Linked DNA regions of Columba livia: region 2 is linked to region 1. The links are chromatin contacts, called in public Hi-C maps. All regions are on one chromosome and are shown on one strand. Each heading gives the region's core, a stretch centred on a gene start, on an enhancer-like site or on the middle of the called end of the contact. The rest is flanking DNA. Distances are from core to core; before and after follow the strand shown. Region 1 has its middle 9.0 kb from the start of TRNAT-CGU. Region 2 has its middle 51 kb from the start of COPRS.

The links. A called contact is a pair of places that touch in the nucleus more often than the background predicts.
Region 2: a Hi-C map of liver shows a contact between it and region 1, with 2.9 times the contacts expected there. The contact joins two enhancer-like sites. A contact is called at or near these places in 2 of 2 Hi-C or Micro-C datasets (crop and liver).

What each region holds. Positions count from the first base shown.
Region 1 is chr18:10,050,313-10,053,682 of bColLiv1.pat.W.v2, forward strand. No RefSeq gene overlaps it. Among named protein-coding and RNA genes, the nearest start is that of TRNAT-CGU, 9.0 kb to the left of the region's middle. Within about 2 kb of position 1,604, at least 1 of the 3 cell types and tissues checked has an H3K27ac peak away from gene starts, as active enhancers do.
Region 2 is chr18:10,152,147-10,155,562 of bColLiv1.pat.W.v2, forward strand. No RefSeq gene overlaps it. Among named protein-coding and RNA genes, the nearest start is that of COPRS, 51 kb to the right of the region's middle. Within about 2 kb of position 1,950, at least 1 of the 3 cell types and tissues checked has an H3K27ac peak away from gene starts, as active enhancers do.

The DNA.
Region 1 (3,370 bases), core at 354-2,853:
CATCCATGCCTTTCACCAGAGAAAAGGTGTCTTTTACAGTTTTTGGAAGTCTTCATTTCTACCAGTACTCACTGGGCATCATCACTGCAGAACAAATTCCTGGGTGTCACCGTTCCACATGGTCAAGAAATTTTTCATTTCTGTACCTTCCACCAGTATGTCTTATTTCCAAAATGTTTATACAACTTCTTCTCTCTTTCAAATCTTTTTGCCCATGGTCCATGATTCAATTTGCATTCTACTATTGGTTTTAAACAACATGTTCCTTGGCTCTAAATATTCATCAGGCTTCCAGCCAAGGAACACACTCTTCTGTGTAGAGGATGGCTTCGCAGTGTTGATCAAGAGGAGCAGTTACATGACAGATCAGGTTGTCTCTGTCCTGTTCTATCCATGCAAGCAAGGTAGAATCACTTGCCACATCCATAATGATGCTGATGCCATAAAGCTCTGAGCACAGAAAAGCTTCTAGTTCAACCTGCGTACACATGGTTGCTTCAGTATAGAGGAAAAAGAAATCCAAAGACGACAGCAGGGATGTGCATTCGTGTCCTGATGAATTCAAATATTTAAAAGAGGAGTCTCTGGATGCTGCCTTTGAGGCTTTCCTGCCAGGTACAGAAGATGTGTTGCCGGTGTGTTGACAATCCTGTCCCATCAATGTGAGCTCATTCTGGTTTGTGCCTCTTGTGGGCCTGCTGGTCAACTTGACGGAGCTGTGTTCCTGCTTTGATCTTCAGTGAAGATCACCTTGCTTGCTGTCTTCTCGCAGGAACAGTGAGTGATCTCCTCTGTAGGACAAAACCTTGCAAGCCATCCTCCATGTTTCTGGTGGCTTCAAAATGCTACTAAATTGGTTGCTACTTTGCTGTCATGCTGGAAGTAAGCTGTCCAGGGGTTTGGTCGTGCAAGTAACTTAAAATGCCTGTGGTATGTTCATGTTTTGTCCTGTTTTCCACAGTTTGGTGTTTGGAGGATCTGTAGCAAAGCTCAAAGGGAGGTGTGGTAACTCTCCAGTCCCCTGTAACGTGTGGGTAGGGCCCGCACATGCTGGGTTGGTATCCAAAGCATATAAAAGTTTCATTCCAAGAAGTCCAGAAAGCTGGAAAATATGAGGCAGGTGTGGAGGTGCAGAGGAATAATGTAAGACTGAAAAGCAGGAAGAAGTAAATTCTCTTTTTTATGGCATTTCAGCTGCCCCTTTTGTCTTGACCCCACAGTACTGAGGGACCTGTGAGATTTTTTTAAAACGCTTTTTTAACTGAATGTGTGTGTAAATGAGTAGGTCTTTGCAAAACCTCTATAGAATGTATACATTGTATAGCTTTACTTTGTGCAGAGATTCTGATCACTTAGCCTTACTGGATATGTAAATGAAAAGGCCCCGGACACACGGGAGGGCAGAGTGTGTCCCCTGACAACCCTATGACAGAGGCAAGCTGTCTGCATGACTGCTTCTGGGCATGCAGGAGAACGCTGGCCATACGCGGACACGTATCGGGGACAGTTCGGGGAGATGCTGGCTGCGCGCAGACCCGGTACTCGCGGGGTGCGGAGGGGCTGCTGCGCTCGGGGCAGCGATCTCCGCGGGGATCCCCAGGGCTTGTAGCGCGGCCGCGAGTCTTCCAGCGGCTGTAGCGCCGCAGAGGAAGGGAGGCTCCGGCGGCTCCTCGGCGTGGCTGGCCTGCGCGGCCGGCCAGACCCCGCTCCGCCGCACAACACCCCCTCGCCCCGGTTCCGGTCCCGGTCCCGCTCTGCCGCGCAGCCCCCGGTCCCGCCGCGGTCCCCGCCCGGCGCCAGCCGCGGCCGGCGCAGAGTGGCCGCCAGAGGGCGCCCTCCGCCGCCGGTGTGCCGCGGGGCGCGCAGGTCGGCGCGGCGGGGCTGCCCCGGCGGAGGCGCCGGCGGGAGGAGCGCGGGGAAGGGCGGGAGGCGACCGGCTGCGCGGCGGGACGGCGGCGGGCACCGGCGCCCATTTCCTGCCTTGTGCGGGGCCGGATGGGCCAGCGGAGCGTCGGGGAGGGCAGGGGGTGGGGAGGGCGGCCTGGGAGAGCCTCCAGCTCTGCCGAGCTGAGCTGCAGCTGCCCGGCGCAGGGGTGGGGACTGGCCGCTTCCTTAAACGGCGCGGGAGCGGCGGAGCGGGCCCGCACCGCCCCGGTGTGCCGGGCCGCGCCGACCCTCCCGGGACGCAGCCGCAACACGTGGAGCAAACTTTCGAGGGACGTGTGTCTGCCGCAGGACAGAAACTCCGCCGCATCGGGATTGCGCCTTAATGTTGCACGGAGCGGCTCGTCTGTGTCTGGTTTGGTGATTTTTGGGTGTTGGTTTTTGGCCTTTTTTTTTGTTTCTAATTGCTGCTTTTGGGCATTCTGGTGTTTTTTCTTTTTCCCTCTTCTTTCTCCTACTTCTCTGCTTTTTGTTGGGTCGGGACGCAGCGTTTGAAAAGCCGAGCGAAATGTTGCAACGTCCCTTGTGGCAACGATTTTTTTTTTTTTTTTCTTCTTCAATTTTGCCTTTTGGAAGGGCACAGAGGAAGGGTGGAAAAAATCTCAACGTGATCAATACCCCTTTAAATACCCATCTGCGAGGAACTGGGCAGCGGGAGGCAGGAGAGGGGCTTCTCCCTACTTGGTTGTAGTTCAGCCCGAGTCCTTCCTGTGCGTAATCCCGAGGACCTGCGGGCCTGGGGAGGGGAGGCGGCCGCAGGGTTCCCCCCCGAGCCCCTTTCCCCTGCTTCCTCCTCAGAGCAGGTAACTGAGGCTCTCGGGCTTTTTTGGCCGTTTGAGCTGTACAGGGTGTTGTCTCTTTTTTTTTTTTTCCCTTTTCCCCGCGTACGAAGTTCCCGCAGGATCGGAATCGGCGGTGCCGAGTCGCGATGCTCTGCGGGGCCCGGCCCGAGGTTCGGTGTTGGCTCCGGGGTGTCTGCGCTCCGGGACCGGCCGCGTCCCCTCCTGCCCCGGCCCGGCCCAGCTCGCAAGTTCGGGGAGGGGGCGGCGCGGATCGCTGCCTGCCCCGGCCGGGAGCGGTGGGTGCTGCCGGGGGCATGGTCGCACTCCGGCCGGGTCCCCGGTGGCCCCGGGGTGGGGGCTGGGGCTCTGCGGTGGCACCGGCCGGAGAGAGGAGTTCAGTTAAAAGAATTAGAAATAAGAAATTGCAACCTGCGCCTGATGGGCGAGTTGAGGGCTGGGTCTTTGCGGGCGAGATGAGAGGTTTGTGTCTTCAACTGGCCTACAAAGTCCCAGTTCTCGGCTCCCAGGACCTGCCGGGCTCGCAGCGGGCGAAGACGGAGCGCGGAGGCGCCGCCGCCCGGGGCCGCTCCCGCCGGGGTGCGGGGCCCGGCTCGGTGGGGGCTGCTCGGGCGCCCTCGCCGCCG
Region 2 (3,416 bases), core at 700-3,199, 100 kb after region 1:
AAATTGGATGATTTTTCAGTTATTCTTTGCTCCTTTTTCAATTTATGTATTACAAAAAATCATTAATGATATTTCTCTATAATGAGAAGTATCCATAGACTATGATAACATTTTAAATGAAAAATTAAACTAGTCGCAAGATACAAAACATCCCGTTTTGAAGAAAACCACATTTTAGTGAATTTTTATTTTAGTAAAGGACCATTTCTCAATGAAAATATTTAACAATGAAAAATGTCTTTTTTTGTGTGTTATGCTTTCAAAATTCTAAAAACTGCACAGGAAAGAAGAGGGGAAGGAACGAAGGGGGAAGAGGTTCGGATGGGAAATGGATCCTCTACCCTTTAAAAACTTTACCAATTGATATCAAATTCTCAAGCCGATCTGATTTATAGTGGTGATCTTAAAGACGTAAAATTCATCTTTAAACACAACCTTAGCTAACTATGGAGCACTTGCAAGCAATAATAAAGCATCTAAATCCCCTAAGAAAGTCCTATTGTTTTAATACGAGCACCAAATTTATATGACCATTTTAAGGCACAAATGATTACTCAGTTGCTGCTGTCACCCCAATGACAGTATTTTAAGAGACTTTAGGAAAAACTCTTCCAGAAGCAATTGCTTCATCTTCTATAAAAAGTGGCGCAAGGCGTTCGGTAAGACAGCATTCACATCGGAGCAGCTCAAACCCCCAAAGCAAACATGAAATGAGGATTCCTTGTGGACCTTTTAATAGTCCCATAACTTTTTTTTTCTTGCCTTTTTTGGTTTTCAAATCATATACATCATTTTTTTACTGCCAATAAAGTTTACCGGTATTTTCACAGCTAACTCACAGTGGAAATCGGAGCCAGGGATTAAGGAGGATGCAATTCTTTTACAGTTCTTTGGAGCTGGCACCCAACAGGTACGGCCTGAGCACAGGGGACAAAACCAGAAACCTTGGAGGGCAGCCTGGGTCTGGGGGTGTGTTTTATTAACCACAGTGTGCCACATGGGCTGAAATCCATCCTTTTAGCAAGAAGCGGGCAAAAAAATGAGATCCGTGTCATGTATGCCTTGTTTGGAGAGCTTAAAGGGGAGATGAGTGGCAGGGCAGCTTCGATTGCATCTGACTTGAGTCAAATCCAATTAATAAAAGAATTGCAAAATCAGAGTAGGGGGCAGAAAATCCTCATTTCCTTGCAATAACTCCGAGGGTGCTGCTGCCAGTCACCCGGCTGCTCCGCATCACGGCTGCCGGTTACTTATTCTTTCCAAAAATAAAGTGAAAAAGATTTCTGTTGGAAATGATCGCCCTTGGAAGTCTCTAAGTGAGCAGTGATGTGATCACACCTGCGCTCCCCTGTAGCTTTAACATTTTCCTTTGTCATATATTTGCTAAACTTTCTCAGTCTTTTGCAGCTGCGGCTGTTTCCAGTCCTGCCTATGGCACTGCCGCTGCAGCAGCAGCAACAACAAATAATAACAATTAAAAAATCCAGTTATCTCAGGAAAAGTACTAAACGATCGGGTGTTTAACGAATTTGAAATATAAAGATTTGAAATACCAAACATATGGTATTAATATAGTGCACAAACCAAGGAATGATGTTGTGCCCCGGTCGCCAGCTCTGCTCAGCCAGGACAAGCCCTTTCTCCCCCTGTGCCTCAGTTTCCCTGGCGGGATGTGCTGCTCGCCATGCGCCTGGCACAGGGGGAGTCTCCAGCAACGCTGGGAGCTGGGGTAGGAAATAGGTGGAATTCCTGAGCCTGTCGGAAGGGCTGGCGGCAGCAATCCCACAGACTGCATGGAAACAGGCGTGTTGCTTTGTTTACCTCAGGCTTTATTTTTTAAAGCACCGTGACAGCTCTGAGACTCGCTGTGTCTCAGACTAATCTGTTTTCCCCTCAACACCTTGCAGCAAGCCGGCCGCCAGCTTCACATCCAGGGGGGTCAGAGCCCCCGCAGGGACGGACGCGCTCGAGCGCTGGACGGGCCGAGCGGAGCAGCGGGACCAGCACGGTCTGACCCTCCCGCAGCCGCTCTCCACGCTCAGGAGCTCCCCAGATCTCGGCCTTGGCACTCAGCGCGTTCCAAATCTCAACACACGCACCTCCGAGAGCCAAGGCAGCAAAGCTTCGAGAAAGCAAAGCAGCCGAAATGAAATACTGCCTTGTTTGCTGGCACTTCACTTTTGTCCAGGTTAGAAATGGGAGGCTCGCGTTTCTGCGTGACTCTGTGCAAAATAAACTCTAGGGCAGAACAATGAAAATCCTATTATGCAACACGGATTCATGAGCCTCATGTTAGGCTGGATTTATCTCATGAGTATTTTACCAATATTTCTAACACTAGACATTTTAAAAGTCATGAGTCGGGCTTCTTAAAAATCACAAATTGGGAGGTTTTTTTCAACATCTCAGTCATGTTTTCAGGCTCCTTTGAAAACCACAAAAACAAGAAACTTGCTGGGGTTTTTTATATGAGAGTTGAGTCTTAAGCAACATCCTAACTCTAGGTGCTGGGACTTTCCAAATAACACTAATTAATGCAGCACTTATCATAAGATCCTGAGAACAGATCCCATAACTTTTGTAGGATAAACAATAATGAAATTAATCATTACCGTAATTATAACTAGATGTGGGGCTTCAGACACCACCAAATAAAAAATCACTCATAAATGGGAATCCTTAACTTCTCCCAAGTTTTGCTTAATCCCAGTTTGTTTTCTGTTTAGATTGTAAACTTGCTTGGGCTGAACCTTTCCTTCATATTGTTTATACAGCATCTGGCACATGAGGAGAGTGAACCTGTTTGGAGCTTCTGAACATTGACATAAACCAAAAATCACCAGTGTGGGGGGAATTTTCTTTGGGATCGCAACATATGGGCGGAAGTTTCCTGATGAGAACTATCGAGAAGTTATTGTGTGCATTCCGTTTTTCTTTTCATTACAAAATGTAAATTTACATCCAATATTTTTCTTTACCAGCCAAGCAGTCTCAAAGCAGCAAAGCTCGCAGACCAGCTCCCTGCGCAGATTCCAAGTTATATACCAGTATAACAGGTAGAAAAACAGGGCTGGCAGCTCATGTCATCAACATCCTCTCTGCTACCACAGCCCAGGAAGGATCAGAGTCGGGAGGAAAAGAAATTGGTACCGTTTAGGGGACAGAGGAGCCCCAGAATGAAGTGAGGAGCACGCCAGGCCCTCCTGCCAACGATCTCAAGTCTTCATGCAGGAGGCCGGCAGCCCCGCTGCTCGCAGCACCCGCGGGCCGCCCCCGGCCCCTGGCAGAGCCTGCATCTCAGCTGGGAGAACCCAGAGCATTTCCAGCCCTCTCCAATACACATCTGTGTTTATTATTTTTTTTGCCCACCAGACTGACAATGAGCAACCCTGTTCGTATATTTTCTAAAAGAGAGC